3 separate regions of the Mus musculus genome follow, and regions 1 and 2 are each linked to region 3. The links are chromatin contacts, called in public HiChIP or PLAC-seq and promoter capture Hi-C maps. All regions are on one chromosome and are shown on one strand. The core of a region is the stretch at or near the end of the contact, and the rest is flanking DNA. Distances in the headings are between cores, read along the strand shown. Region 1 holds the start of Fgfr1 (fibroblast growth factor receptor 1). Region 2 holds the start of Ddhd2 (DDHD domain containing 2). Region 3 holds the start of Adgra2 (adhesion G protein-coupled receptor A2).

The links. HiChIP or PLAC-seq counts read pairs in DNA pulled down with a chosen protein or histone mark. Capture Hi-C pulls out chosen DNA fragments and counts their contacts.
Region 1: a promoter capture Hi-C map of adipose tissue shows a contact between it and region 3. The contact joins the promoter of Fgfr1 here to the promoter of Adgra2 in region 3. A contact is called at or near these places in 1 of 484 Hi-C or Micro-C datasets (embryonic stem cells) and 1 of 9 other capture datasets (adipose tissue).
Region 2: a contact with region 3 is called in an H3K4me3 HiChIP or PLAC-seq map of stem cell-derived neural progenitor cells, with 4 times the contacts expected there. The contact joins the promoter of Ddhd2 here to the promoter of Adgra2 in region 3. A contact is called at or near these places in 4 of 39 promoter capture datasets (the 3T3-L1 cell line, frontonasal cranial neural crest, hippocampal neurons and 1 more), 2 of 115 datasets of contacts at active chromatin or transcription factors (large pre-B cells and stem cell-derived neural progenitor cells) and 1 of 9 other capture datasets (liver).

Annotation. Positions count from the first base shown.
Region 1 is chr8:25,516,445-25,520,912 of GRCm38.p6, forward strand. Fgfr1 (fibroblast growth factor receptor 1) reads left to right here and starts at 2,315. Exons shown (of 18, transcript NM_010206.3): 1 at 2,315-2,985. It overlaps Gm31288 (a long non-coding RNA gene), which reads right to left. Exons shown (of 3, transcript XR_003947368.1): 3 at 3,244-4,468. RefSeq lists promoters at 1,480-2,454, 2,240-2,454.
Region 2 is chr8:25,751,137-25,756,069 of GRCm38.p6, forward strand. It overlaps Ddhd2 (DDHD domain containing 2), which reads right to left and starts at 3,144. Exons shown (of 18, transcript NM_028102.1): 1 at 3,050-3,144; 2 at 1,812-2,037; 3 at 964-1,154. The coding sequence starts at 2,031. Gm17484 (predicted gene, 17484) reads left to right here and starts at 3,344. Exons shown (of 2, transcript NR_154462.1): 1 at 3,344-3,583.
Region 3 is chr8:27,082,894-27,087,390 of GRCm38.p6, forward strand. It overlaps Adgra2 (adhesion G protein-coupled receptor A2), which reads left to right and starts at 2,948. Exons shown (of 19, transcript NM_054044.2): 1 at 2,948-3,318. The coding sequence starts at 3,053. Gm39151 (a long non-coding RNA gene) reads right to left here. Exons shown (of 3, transcript XR_870285.3): 3 at 3,376-4,497.

The DNA of each region.
Region 1 (4,468 bases), core at 1,065-3,564, 1.6 Mb before region 3:
TCTCCTGAACTGTCAATGGAAAGCCTGTCATAGAGTCAGCCTAGCCTTCTCAATAACCCAGGTTTCTCACATGCAGCTGTTCCCCAAACAACAGATCTATAGATGTCAGGAAAACTCTTGAGACAGATGAGATAGATTCGGGACCACTGTCTTAGAACAGTTCTGCAGCTTGCTGGAGAGAACCCACAAAATAAAAAAGACAGCTAGTAAAACTATGCTAAATATCAAATCAGTAGATACAGTGGGAGGCAGAAACACCTCCAGGTGGCTGGGCCGAGGCAGAGAAGGCTGTTTGGTAGCTTCTATGAAAGAATAATTGGGACCAGACTAAAAGCCAAGGGACTGAACAGGGCAAGGATATTGCTATGTGGGTAATAACTCTTAAATATTAGCTGGTGTTCATTTATTCCACAGAGTCATTTCTGGTTTTTATTTTATTTTTTTGTTCAAAAATACTTCCTGAATATTTACTTCCTAGGCACTCAATAAATGTATTCTCTCTTTACCCCTCCTCCAAATCTGAACCCAGATCATTTTGTATATGCTAAGCACACTCAGCTAAACATTAAGCTTTGGTGGGTGTGGTGGTGTCTTACAAACTGTTGTCTCAGGAGGCAAGAGGCAAAAGGTGGGAGAGTCCTTGAGTCTGAGGCTACCCTGGGCTACAGCATAAGACTATCTCTAAAAGCAAAGACAAAACAAACAAACAAAAACCAACCCAATAAACCAATAATACACCAATAAACTCATCAATAGCCCTTCTTCTTTTTCCTCCACCCTTTACTGGAGATAAACAAATGTGATAATATCTCCGTAGCTTCCCATTTTTTCACCTGGTGGTCACATAGAAAACTGTCTTAGAAACTCTTAGTCTTCAATGTGGAGGGAAGAGTTGGATTGTTTGGTATTCAAGCTGTCATGGCTTGCTCTGTGGAAGCGGAATAGAACAGTCCCCCTCATGATGGCTTTCACATGTGTGACCCTTTTGGCACACTTACATTCATTCAGTCTGCTTCTCATGGGGGAGACCCATAGAGGGACTAGATCTTATCAGATTCGTGACATGCCCAAAGTCTTTGAGTGGTGGAATTCACACCTAGTGTGACATATTCCACCCTTCCAGTGGTCCCCAAGTAGACATCACATCACAGTCACCAGGAAAATTTGCAGAGCCCCCACCCCACTGCTATGCAGCAAACCAACAGGTACCAACCACCTAGTCAGGTCTAGAGTGTGCTGGAATCAAAGCACTGTCTTTGCCTTTGTCAAAGCTGCATCGCCAACCCCTGTGTTTGATTTGTTTGAGACAGGGTCTGTAAGCACAGGCTGTCGTCTCAGTCCCTATGTGGCCAACGGTGATCTTAAGTCTCTGACCCTCCAGGGCTAGGATTGCATATGTACATCATCATTTTAGACTGCTGGAAAGTGAGCTCCTGCAACGAGGCGAAGGCCCCACTGGCTGTCTCAGAATTGTTAGCATGCTTCATCAAAACATCGGGATTTCTCATGTCCAAGCAGGATCAAAAATTTTTATTTTTTAACAATCTCAATATGATTCACGTCCACTGGACTCATTGGATTAAAGAGCCACAGATTAACATCTCTGTGGAGGGACCTGGTGGGAAGGGCATTTCAGCGATTTTCTTTGAGGTTCATAGTATACTGTGGAGGCTCTGGTTTGACTCTGATTAATTCCTAAGGCAAACAAAACAAAACAAGCAAGCAAGTAAACAAACATCCCCCCCCATCCGAAAAAAAAAAAAAACAAAAACCCCTCCTCTCTTCGGTTGCTTCCTGAAAGCTGGTGATTTCTAAGGCTACCATGAACAGCACTGTAGAATTTGCAGGGTCCATTCCAGCGTGAACCACAAAACCTAAATTATGTGGCTGGGGAAAGTTGAGATCCAAGGAAAGGGTCTGAGGGGGAAAGTCAACCGATCCATCAATAAAAACAGTTCGTATATTGTAAGCTATGTGAGGGTCCTATTTATTCCTTTTAGAGACGGGAAAACCGAGATTTAGAGCACGAAAATCATACCCCAAGGCACAGAGATAACCAAAGACCAAGTTGCCCAGTGCAACCTCAAAATTATAGCCAGGCACCCGCCCCTCCCCACCCTCCACTCCTGTCCCCAAATCGCTGATCTACACACAGTCTGAAATTCGGGCGCCCTCCAGGCGAAAACTCAAGTTAGACCAGACTGTAGAGCAGTTCTGCTCGCTCCAGGCTTCTCCGGGGCTGCAGCTTGAGAACTACAAGGCCCAGCAGGCAACTGCAAGGGGAGGAGGAGGAGGTGGGACTAGCGCCGGGTGGGAGTGAGAGAGCGAGCCCTCGCGCCTCGCCGGCGCACAGCGCTCGGAGCGCTCCTGCGGGTACTTTGGCGGGGCTCTCCGCTGCGGGCGGCGCGGAACGGGAGCCGGAACCCTGGTGCAGCCGCTGCGTGCAGAGGACCCGGGCTGCGCAGGGAAGCGGGGCCGAGACGTCCGGACTGGACTGAGACTGTGCTTAGCGCATTGCGGCGACCTCGCCTTTCCCGGCCGCGAGCGCGCGCCGCAGCTGGAAAAGCAGCGGAGACCGAGGACTTTTCTCAGGTCCCAGGGGCGCACCACAGCCGTGCTGCAGTCAATGCACGCCGGAGCCCCAGGAGGGGTGATGGAACTCGGGCTGCCAGAAGCCTGAGACGCCGCCACCGCCGCCGCTGCGTACTGGAGAGCGGGGGGCGCACGATCTGGGGACCCCGGGCGGCGGACCCGAGCCCTCCCCCCCGCCCCGCCTCCGGGGCACCAGCTTCGGCTCCATTGTTCCCGCCCGGGCTGGAGGCGCCCGGCTCGGAGTGCCGCCGGGAGTCGTGCCTCGGCCGCGGAGCCCTCGAGACCCCATCAGGATCTGAACGGAGCCCGGAGACGAGCGGCGGGAGCGCAAGACACAGACACCCGCCGCGCCACGGCGAGCTCTCCAGAGGCGGGACCGCAGCGCCAAGTGAGGTAAGAGTCGCCGGCGCCCGCAGAGCCGGCTGGCTGGGCGTCCCGAGCGGCCCCCGCGCTTCGCCAGTCGCAGCCCGCGCCTCCCTCCTCCAATCCCCCACCCCACCCCCGACTCCGCTCCCTCCCCGGCGCCCCTGTCCCTCCTCCCTCGGCCAGTGTCGCTGCCCGCGCCCCCTCCCCGCGCGCTGGGCCCGCTGCTGCTGCCCGCTGCCTAACTTTTCCGCCAACTCGCGCTCCGGAGCTAGCGAGGAGGCTGCTGCGCTCCGAGTCCAGACCCCGACCCTCTTGGCCCAGGAGAAGGCGGCGGAAGCTGTGTGTTCCCTACTGGGGAGGAGGGCGGGAATGGGCCGGGAGATGGAGGGTGTGTGTGTGTGTGTGTGTGTGTGTACATCATCTATCTTTTGGTCCTCTTGCGGATTCACCCCGTTTCAGCCGGTGGCTTTAAGCTCAACACCCTACATCTGGGATCTTTTCAAGTGTTTTCCTACCTCCGGGCAAGTCTGGGGTCCAGGTTGGGGGGTTGAAGAGGAAAGGAAGTGGCGGGGAAGGCTAGCTTGTCTTGGAATAGGTTTGAAGGAGGTGTCGTCACCAAATGGCTGAATCGGCTTTAGCGGAGAGCGAGCAAAGATTCCCCCCCCTTTTGAGGGGTGATGGTGGTGGTGGTGGTAATGTTCTATTTTATCTTAGACCTAGAGGACTCTTGAAGGGGTCTGGAGAAGCGGGGGGTGGGGGGTCTCGGGGTCTGGATCGTTCTGGGAAGTGGAGGAAATGAGGAGAACTTGTCCGGTGCGGAGGAGCCCTCTTCTGCCCGCTTGTTGCTTCTCTGGCCCAGACCCCCTCTCCACACCTCCTGTGCCTCCTCTTGTAGTGTCTCCGGCGGGGTAAGACAACCTAGTACTCATATTTTTAGAGGAATTTACTGACTTTTTAAATATATAGATGGGGTTTGTAATAAACAGTTACCCACCCAGTGAGGCAGCTGGACACCTTGGGAGTGCAGGAGGGAGTTCTCTTTCTCTGGGCCTAGTAGAAGCTATTAACTCATTTGCAAAGCATTTCGACGGCGTTTTTCTCCCCCACCCCACCCCCCATTTCCCAGATGTAGCTGCCGCATCTGGTTCCGTTTCACCCTACACGGGTACACCGCAGCCACATTATTAAACATCCCTCTTCCTCCCCTCCCCCTCCTAAATTAAAACTGAGATTCTTTAGCACCACCGCCACCACCACCCCTTAACATTTCTTGAGACGTGGAGCAGAGGCTTTGGGATTGGAAGAGAAAAGCAAGTTATAGATCCCAAAGTGATTTTGGATTCCTTCACTCTCTTGCTGGTGGCCGACGATGGGGGGGGGGGGAGTGCGGGGGGGGGGCGGTGTTTAAGAATCTCTGGACCCTCTTGGGAGCCGCTTGCTTACTAGAGGTGGCCTTGGTCGGTGGGTCTGGGCCAAACTTGGCCCTGACGTGTCCTGGAACCAAGTATCG
Region 2 (4,933 bases), core at 1,894-4,393, 1.3 Mb before region 3:
CAATTCCCAGTACCCACACAACAGCACACAAGTATTTATAGCTAGAGAGATGGACTGGTAGTTAAGAGCACTTGCTGCTCTTGTAGAGGACCTGGGTTCAATTCCCAGCACCCACACAACAGCACACAAGTATTTATAGCTAGAGAGATGGACTGGTAGTTAAGAGCACTTGCTGCTCTTGTAGAGGACCTGGGTTCAATTCCTAGCACCCACACAACGGCACACAAGTATTTATAGCTCCAGTTCCAGAGGCTTCAATGCCCTCTTCTGGCCTCCTTGGACACTGCACATACAGGGTGCTCTTACAAGCAATTAAACACTCCCTAATTAAAAGAAAGAAAATTTAAACAGCTAGGCATCGTGGCACATGACTTTAGGATCAGCAATCAATCAGGCGGCAGAGGAAGGCAGATCTCTCTTGAGTCTGAGGCTATCCTGGTCTACTTAGCAAGCTCTAGGACAGTCGGGACTTCAAAGAGAAACTCTGTTTCAAAAAAAATTTTTTTTAATCTTCTAAAAATTATGTAAAAGATTGTTTTTGTGGTTATATTTTAGATGTTAACAAGAATTATCATTGGGAAACATTCAATTAATTGATTGATTAACTTATTTGTTAGAGAGAAGCAAGGTTTCACTGTATAGTTCTTGATGTCCTGGGTCTCACTCTGTAGACCAGGCTAGCCTCAAACTCAAGCGCTCCACCTGCCTCTACTTCCTGAGTGCTGGGATTAAAGGCGTGTACCACCACTGCCTGGGTACATTTAAATTTAAAAGGCACAATACCATTTCTAGAAAACTTGAAATCTGAAGTTAAAACTTTAATTTGAAACTAGCCTGCAGAGAGAAATTACATAAAGTATGACATAAAAGCAGGTGACCTCTTCCTGGAAGTTTCACACGGTCTGTTAGAATTGGGACAGAAGGAACGGAGAAAGCAGCGGGGAACCGGACGCAGAGGAATACCTCCAAGACTTGGCTGAAGCTCTCCGAGTAGGGGACATACTTATTGTCTTTGTCTCCCTTGTAAAACCACGTACACCGTCTCACTTCCGATGGCAGCTCGTCCCAGTACACAGCATACCGCATCCGCTCCCCTAAATGAACATCATATCTGCCCCCATCGGTGGGAACAATCCTCTCATTACAATCTTTTCCTATCAAGAATTGCAAAAAAGAAAAGAAGTCCACTATGTCACAACAACTCTCCCAAATACACTTGTAAGTTACAGTCCAAAACAGCCACAGGAGCTGTACACAGGCTCCACTTGGCTACATCAGAAACAGAATTTGGTTCCTAGGTTTTTTTTTTTTTCACTCATCCTTTTTCTTTTTTTTTGCTCATATTTTTTTCATGAGTAATTTTTAGTATTTCAAACCAATTATATTTTAATGAAAAAAGCAAATACTAGCTGAACATTTTTCCTCTTCTAAGACAATAATGCCTCTTATACACACTTATACACACACACTCACAGTCTCATACAGATACATACATAGATTTTTTCTGAAGTTTTTACTTGGATTAAAGGCAAATTAATAGCAATTATGATATATCCTCACTAACACTTTGTTACATGAGAACAAAAGCGACATGTTAGCTCAGTCTGCAATGTGACGACTCTACACACAAACTTTCTGACTAAAAAGTCAAACACAAGCTAGAATAGAGAAAAATACTTGATAACTATGCAGAAATTTAATACAGTTTTAAAAGGATGAAAATGGTGTAATTCTGAAATTTCATGTTAGTGGCTATCACAGTAGAGGATATTACTTGTTAGTTTTTATTAGAGTCATCAGTTTCTTCCTACCAGAGCCATATGCGTCTTCCAGCTGCTGTGAATCCTCAGAGTTGAAAGGAATCCAGAGCTCCTTGGAATCTAGTACCTTACAATAAAACCAATGTGGAGAAACGGGTTCATAGGAACTACTGGCGTCCATGTCTATGAGTTCGAAGGAACTACAAGAGTTCGGGGATGGGGACGGATCTGACTGAGACAGCTGCTCCTGGTGTGATTCCCCCGATGACATTTCGCTCTAGAAGACAAAATAAAAAAAACTATCAGGAGAATTATTTTGCATCTATTAACACTGTAATGTTCATATGCTCAATAACCATTTTTGGAAGCTGTTCTTGAAAACAGCAATATTTAAAAGCTACATAATTTTTATACACACACAATTATTTGGGGAGAGAAACAAAATGTTCAGCTCCATCATTCTATACTGAGCTTCCAATTCTCCTTAGAAAACTAAAAAATGTCTAATCATACAACAAGCTCTTTAGAAAACCCAGAAATGTCAAGAAACACACGGTCAAAACTGATTGCAACAGGGTGTTTTACCACAATTTTCACAATAAAAGTAGCAGCACCAGCGAAGGCTGGAAATTTCCTACCTCCAGGTGTGCACACTACAAACCATTTAGTGTGTCAGACAGTAATAACAGGTAGGTTTAAGGCCCCAGGCTCTATTGTACATTTCTAATTACACACACATTTACATAACTATTGGAATCTTACTATACAGAAAACAGAACTAATCGCTTAAGAACCATTTTGGCTGATCCTCCCAGTGTGCTTCAATACGGGCTCTGGTACATTTAACGCCCAAACAGAAACTTTGCCTGCAGGCTATAGCTGCGCATCGACCCACCGAGACGCAGAGCCAGAGTTTCGGATGAAAAGTGACAAATGACCTCAACTGCCCCCGGGGCGATGGATGTCGGGCGAGTTCCCACCGACCCCAGCACTAAAGCACCCGGCGGACTAGCGCTGCAGACATAGAAGCAGAACCCAAAAGCCCAGGACGGGAGATGGACGAGCGGCATCGCTGCACCGGGCACGGTCGGACCGCACAGCTCAGGAACCAACACTCCCCGGGCCTCCCCGTTATCCTCCCGAGACCTCGGCCTGCTCCCGCCGCCAGCTCGGGGCTCCGAGTTCGGGATCTAGGAGAGCAGCCGAGCCGTCCACGGATGCCCCGGGATACCGTGCACACTGGAGCCTCTCCACCCCCGGCTCGCCCCGGCCCAGGCTCCCGCGCGGACCTGGACTCGCTCGTCCACACCGCCGCTCGCGCTCTCAGCCCTCGCGGAGGGAGCCCGGGCCACATCGCCGCTGCAGCCTACCTCCCAAGCCGGGCGGGGCGGACGGGCGGAGCCTGCGGCCGCGCCCCAATCCCCACACCGCGGGCTCCTCAGCGCTCCAGCGGAGGAGAGCAGTGCGCCCGCGGAGGCTGCGCTCCCGGTGAGAGCCGGAGGCGCAGAAAGATCCTCCGAAGTGTCGCGAGATGTGCGGTGAGGACTGGGGGACTCGCGCGAGACCTGGCTCCTCCTGCGGGCAGACGTCGGGCGCCGGGCACGCGCCGGGCACGCGCTAGGGGCGTGGGGGACACGCACGGGAGGCCTTGCCTGCGCTGAGGCTTTGAAGGAGGAAAATCGGACCTTCTGACCCCTCATGGGTCCCGGCAACCCCGGTGGGCAGGACTGGGGTGACTGAAGGCTCTGTCTGTCTGTCTGTCCTCCATTCCCTCCCTCTATTTGGATTGAGAGGCTGTCAAAGTTATCCCTAAAGCCTAAGAGGTGAGTCTGACAGAATACGGATGCTGTAAGAGGCAGCAAATGAGGTTTTTGTTTGTTGGCTTTTTTGTTTTTTGTTTTTGACCTAGTTGATGTAGGGTGATGGCGGTGGCTATTCACGTAAGCCCAGCGCTCTGGAGACTGGCAGGGCTAGAGATGCGGATTGTCGCTGGAGCGCCTGACTAGCAGGTGCCACGGGAAGGAAAGACAAGAGGCTTTGCTGGTTTCTAACTTGATTATAAGACAAGGCTTCGAGATTTTTTTTTTCCCCCAGAAACTGAGAAGGAACAAAACGTGGACTTTTTTTTTTTTTAAAAAAACCACATAGTCTCTGCAAGTCAACACCTACACACCAATATCTGCACGTTAATGTAACACCATTTTTTGTGTGATTTTTTTTGTTGTTGTTTTGTGATGGCCTTGCTATGAAGCCCCATATTGGTCTCCGACCTTTAAAAATTACTACATTTATATATTTGTCTGTGTGTGTGTGTTAGGGTTTCTGTTCCTGCACAAACATCATGACGAAAAAGCAAGTTGGGGAGGAAAGGGTTTATTCAGCTTACATTTCCACATTGCTGTTCATCACCAAAGGAAGTCAGGACTGGAACCCAAGCAGGTCAGGAAGCAGGAGCTGATGCAGAGGCCATGGTGGGATGTTCTTTACTGGCTTGCCTCACCTGGCTTGCTCAGCCTGCTCTCTTATAGAACCCAAGACTACCCGCCAGGGATGGTCCCACCCACAAGGGGCCTTTCCCCCTTGATCACTAATTGAGAAAATGCCTTACAGCTGGATCTCACTGAGGCATTTCCTCAAGGGAGGCTACTCTCTCTGTGACAACTCCAGCCTATGTCAAGTTGACACACAAAACCAGCCAATGCAGTGTGTGTGTGTGTGTCATGTATGTGCTGCTTCATGTGTAGAATTCAGAGAATAACTTTCAGGTATCAGCTCTCCTTTCACTGTAGGGGTCCTGGGAATCAAACTCATGCCTTGTCCCAAGGGATTGTGCGTGCAGTCACGCTAGGCCACACTGGAAACCCTCCCCCCATTTGGGGGGCAGGAGCAGGGTGTCCTTAACACTGATATTTTAAAACATTTTAGATTTATTTTACTATGTGTGTATATAATGTGTGTGTCTGGTGCCTGTGGAGGTCAGGAGGCAGCAGATCCCCTGGAACTGGAGTTTCAGGTGATGGTAACTCTGGTTCTGGGAGCCAAATCCTTCCCATGCAAGAGCAACAGATGCTCTGTCGGGTCAGCTCTTCAAGCCTTAGACCTTACTTTTTATTCTGCAGTGCCAGAGATCAACTTCAGAGCCTTGGGTGTGCTAGCCTCCTGCGCTACACACG
Region 3 (4,497 bases), core at 1,698-4,197:
TGCTTTCCTCACAAACATGAATCCTTGGGTACCATCTCTCACCAGCACTGCATAACTGGGCAAGGAAGCATACTCCTGTAGTCCTAGCACCTGGGAGGTATGGGTGGGAAGGCCAGGAGTTCAAAATCATCCTTAGCTATATACAGTGAGTTCCAGGATAGTCTGCCTGGCTTTGTGTGTCAACTTGGCACAAGTCAGAGTCATCAGAGACGTGGGAGCCTCGGTTGAGAGGATGCCTCCACGAGATCCAGCTGTAAGACATTTTCTCAATGAGTGATCAGCGAGGGAGGGCTCAGCCCATGGTGTGTGGGTGGTGCCATCCCTGGCCTGGTGGTCCTGGGTTCAGTAAGGCAGGCTGAGGAAGTCACGGGAAGCAAACCAGCAAGCAACAGCCCTCTGTGACCTCTGCATCAGCTCCTGCCTCCAGGTTCCAGCCCCGCTTGAGTTCCTGTGCTGACTTCCTCCAGTGATGGACAATGAACTGGAAGTGCAAGCCAAATAAACCCTTTGCTTCCCTTCTTGCATTTGGGTTATGGTGTTTCCTTGAAGTAACAGAAACCCTGACTAAGGCACAGGCCAACCTGGGTACCTGAGACCATGGTTGTGTTAAAAGACACAGTCACAGTAAGTCCTCCAAGTATCGGGAAATGTAAGTGAGTACCAGGTTGCAGCCTTTTAACACACAAAAACTGTACTCCCACACAAGTATAGGCAGGAGAATATGACTTTGGGGAAACGTGTTAAGCAGCTCTGTGGGGCACTTAGAAAGGATTTCAAAGGAAAATGACTGTCCCTGCACTTCAAAATTCAAGTTTCTTCCTCCCTAGATACAAAATGGAGGTGAACCCCACATTCTGGCCGATGCGCAGAAGTCAAAATGATGCCCATCCGAACAGGAGTGCTGTGTAAATGTCCCCATCAGGAAACTCAAGCCCACTACAGTGTACCTCCCCGCAACAGCCTGGCAATGTCATCTGTAACTTGTGAGCCTCAGAGGGTGCATGGGACAAGAGACTTTCTCCTGAGCCTTTTGTCTTTTAGCAAAAGGAAATCACAGGGAAGCTGTGACTCAGTCAGAGGCCCCTCAGCTCTTCCCGCTCTCTGGCCCTGGCAGTGCTCTGGTCTGTGCCTGGTCTCTCTGCCCATCACCGGCCCCTTTCCTGAGGAATGCAGCCTCCACCAGGCCTGCCTAAGGCTCCTGCTGGGAGTGTCCATTCCATTTCTCAGTTCCTCCATTTGCAACCACTATTTATTTATCTTTGGAAGCTCAAGGAAACAGAACCTGCAACAGGGACTGACCAGGGACTCTAATGAGGGAAGAAAGCTAAGAAGCTGGCGGCTGGGGCCATCAGGCCTGAGAGAGGCTACTTCCCTGGAAAGGAGATGGGAGATCTGGCTCACAGGCCACAGTGGCAGAAAAGGCACTGAGCACCTCAGTAGGACCAAGGTGGGGTTACTCTGTTGGCACAGGAGGGTCATGAGCAGGAGGGGTTCTGCCCCAATCCTGAAGTTCTCCCGCTACATAGCAATAAAGGTTCTACTGAGTGATTTAAAAAAAAAAAAAGTGATGGTTTCTGGGGAAACTGGGAGGCAGCATCCTGGGTCCTCTAACCCCAACCTTCTTTTCAGTTGGCACTGCAGCACCTCTAACACCCACAGGCATTAGCTGTTGGTCATTGTTACTGTTGCTTTTTTGAGGTCATGTCCATAGGCACTTTGACTCCCCAGTGGTCAAAAGCCAGATCCTACCTAGGACTGGCCCTTCTTCCTCCTTCTCTGGCCACGGTTTACAAGCAAGGCTCAATAGACTACACACCCCTAGGTGTTACATGCTGTGTCAAGTCAAACAGCTAATAAAAGACATGGAGGGGGGCTGAAACCTATACTGCGATACCCTGGCTGGTGGTAGAGTCTGCCCACACCCTAATATAGATCCCTGGGCCTTCTCTTATTTTCCCCTTACTCATTTACTGCCCTGCCCCAACACACACACACACACACACACACACACACACACACACACAGTGTTAACAGGAGGATAGCTTTGGCAGTGTCTGCCTTAACCTTTGACCTCTCCTTGGCCTAATGACATGCACCTCCCGCTGGGCAAGGTCAATGCTCACAGGGTAAGATCTATGGCCTCCTTGTCTCAGTCTTGTGCCCTCCTGCTGTGGCTTCAATCCAAGTCTGAGGGGTGGGAACAGGACTGTGAGAGTCAACTTATAGATCGGCTCATCGCGACAGGGGCCAAAGAGAAACCTTAGATCCTGAGCTAAGTTCAACCCCTTAACCCGGAGCACCAGACTTCCCAGGCCAAACCAGAACTTCAACGAAAGTCCTAGAAAGAGGGGTGTAGGCTGGATGAGAGAGCGTTTTTTTTTTGTGGAAAGTGATGGTTGCCTTACAAGTCTGAGCTGGGCGGTAGAGAGAGAAAGTCCTGGCTAGTAGAAAGAGTCGTGACAGGACAACAGTCTTGGTTCAGGGTAGGTGATGGGGTATAGGAGTGGGTGTCTGCTCAAGCTGTCTTCTAGGCTTGCACTTGAAGGAGGGCAGCCGCCTGGCAGGGTATCAGGCGGCGCTAGGGCCTCGCAGAGTGACGAGGCGGTGATGGAGGCGGGCGGGGGCTGGCGGCGGGAGCTGAGCGGCGCCTAGCTGCCCCCATCCATGGCACGGAGCTGCGGCAGCGGCGGCGGCAGCAACAGGAGCCCGGCACGATCCGCTAGGTCTCAGCCGCGCGCAGGGCGAGCCGGCCACGCGCAGGGACCAAGCTTCCGTCGGCTCGGAGCGCTGCGCTGAGACTCCGGCCGCGCCGCCGGGGGCCACCCGCGCTGCGCTGTCAGCGGCGCCCGCGTCCCTCCCGGCCCGGGTGCTCGCAAGCCATGCCCCCGGAGCGCAGCAGCGGGGACCCCGAGGCTTGCCTCCGCCCATGGCCCCCCGCCCCGCCCTCGGGCGCCCGGGACTCCCGCTGAGCACTCCTCCCGCACGCCCGGGTCCCTCCGGCCGGCGAGCCGTCCGGCCCCTGCGCTGTAGGTCCCCGCGGGGCGATGGGTTGATGGGCGCGGGGGGACGCAGGATGCCGGTGCCTCCCGCGCGTTTGCTGCTGCTGCCGCTGCTGCCTTGTCTTCTGCTCCTGGCTCCTGGAACTCGGGGTGCGCCTGGCTGCCCGGTCCCTATCCGCGGTTGCAAGTGCTCTGGGGAGCGGCCCAAGGGACTAAGTGGCGGCGCCCACAACCCGGCTCGAAGGAGGGTGGTGTGCGGCGGTGGGGATCTCCCCGAACCTCCAGATCCCGGCCTTCTGCCAAACGGCACCATCACCTTGTGAGTACCTTAGTTTGTGCCGGGTATGGTCAATTAGTGGGACTTAAGTGGGGGGGGGGGGGGGGGCGACGATCTTGCCACTTGAGAGCCTGGGGAAAGTCTGAGTCCAGGCGACAACCGGGAAACTCGAAGTTCTAGGATCAGAGAAACCCCGGTATGGCCCCAGAGCGAGAGGCATCGCGGAAGCCTGCTCACCTGCACAGGTGAAGTGCGTGTGGACGGTGGAGGGACCACTCCGTGTCCCTTGTCCCAGATTGGCTAGTGTTGCAGCCTTACGAGGCCCTGAGCTGGGTGAGAGTGGGATCGGTGTCAGGGACCCATTAGGTGGCTGTGGTCCTCACCACCTTTGAGGCTTCGGAGCCCGCATGACAGGGAGCCTGCTGGTTTCAGCTAGCTAGCCTGGTTCCTCTAACTGGGATAACCCAGTCTGCGGTGCCCCGCCCCGGGCCTGCTGAGCTCTGCTCCCAGCCCGGCTTCTTGGGCAGGGGAGCCTGAGACCGCTAAGCCTGTCCTTGGAATGCAGGCGCTTCTGATCTGACCCCGTGCCCCATCTCCTCTTGGGCTCTCTCCCATTGCGCATATAGTTTGGCTGTTTATCGATTAACTTAATTACTCAACGATTTGGTAGGAAAACCTGACTGAAGGGAGGCACGTGCCTCCCGGCCTCCTTCCATAGTTCTCCCTTCAAATCGGGGCCTGATTAAACCCTTGCTTTCCTGGCCCGCGAGCACCTATGCTCTTTAACCCGAGTCTTAAGTCCCGGCAACCGCACTCGGAGAGCTTCCCGCACCCCAGCGGTTTCCTGAGCTGACCATATGCTCCAAGTTCCACGCGACGTGGTTTAAGGGTCGTGCCCCGGCGGCGGCTCCTTGCTTTCCTGTTCAGGATCTAGCCTAAAAGCCGCTTCCCCTTCCCTGTCATCCTGACCCTGGAGAGAACCTTTTCTCCAAACCACCCCTCGCCCAGGGCTGGGGCTGGTTTCATGATTGTACCCAGAACAATACAGTAAGTCCTGTGGCGGGTTCAGAGGCAGCTGGCTTCCTGACAGGACACAACTGGTCAGCTTGTGATGTTGGCCGGCTGGCTTGCATTTTCTCCATCCAGCTGGGCTGTGTGCCTCGCAGTGGAGACTGGATCTCTTCTCTCTCCCACCTCGATGCAAGCTCTGGCTTGCAGCCC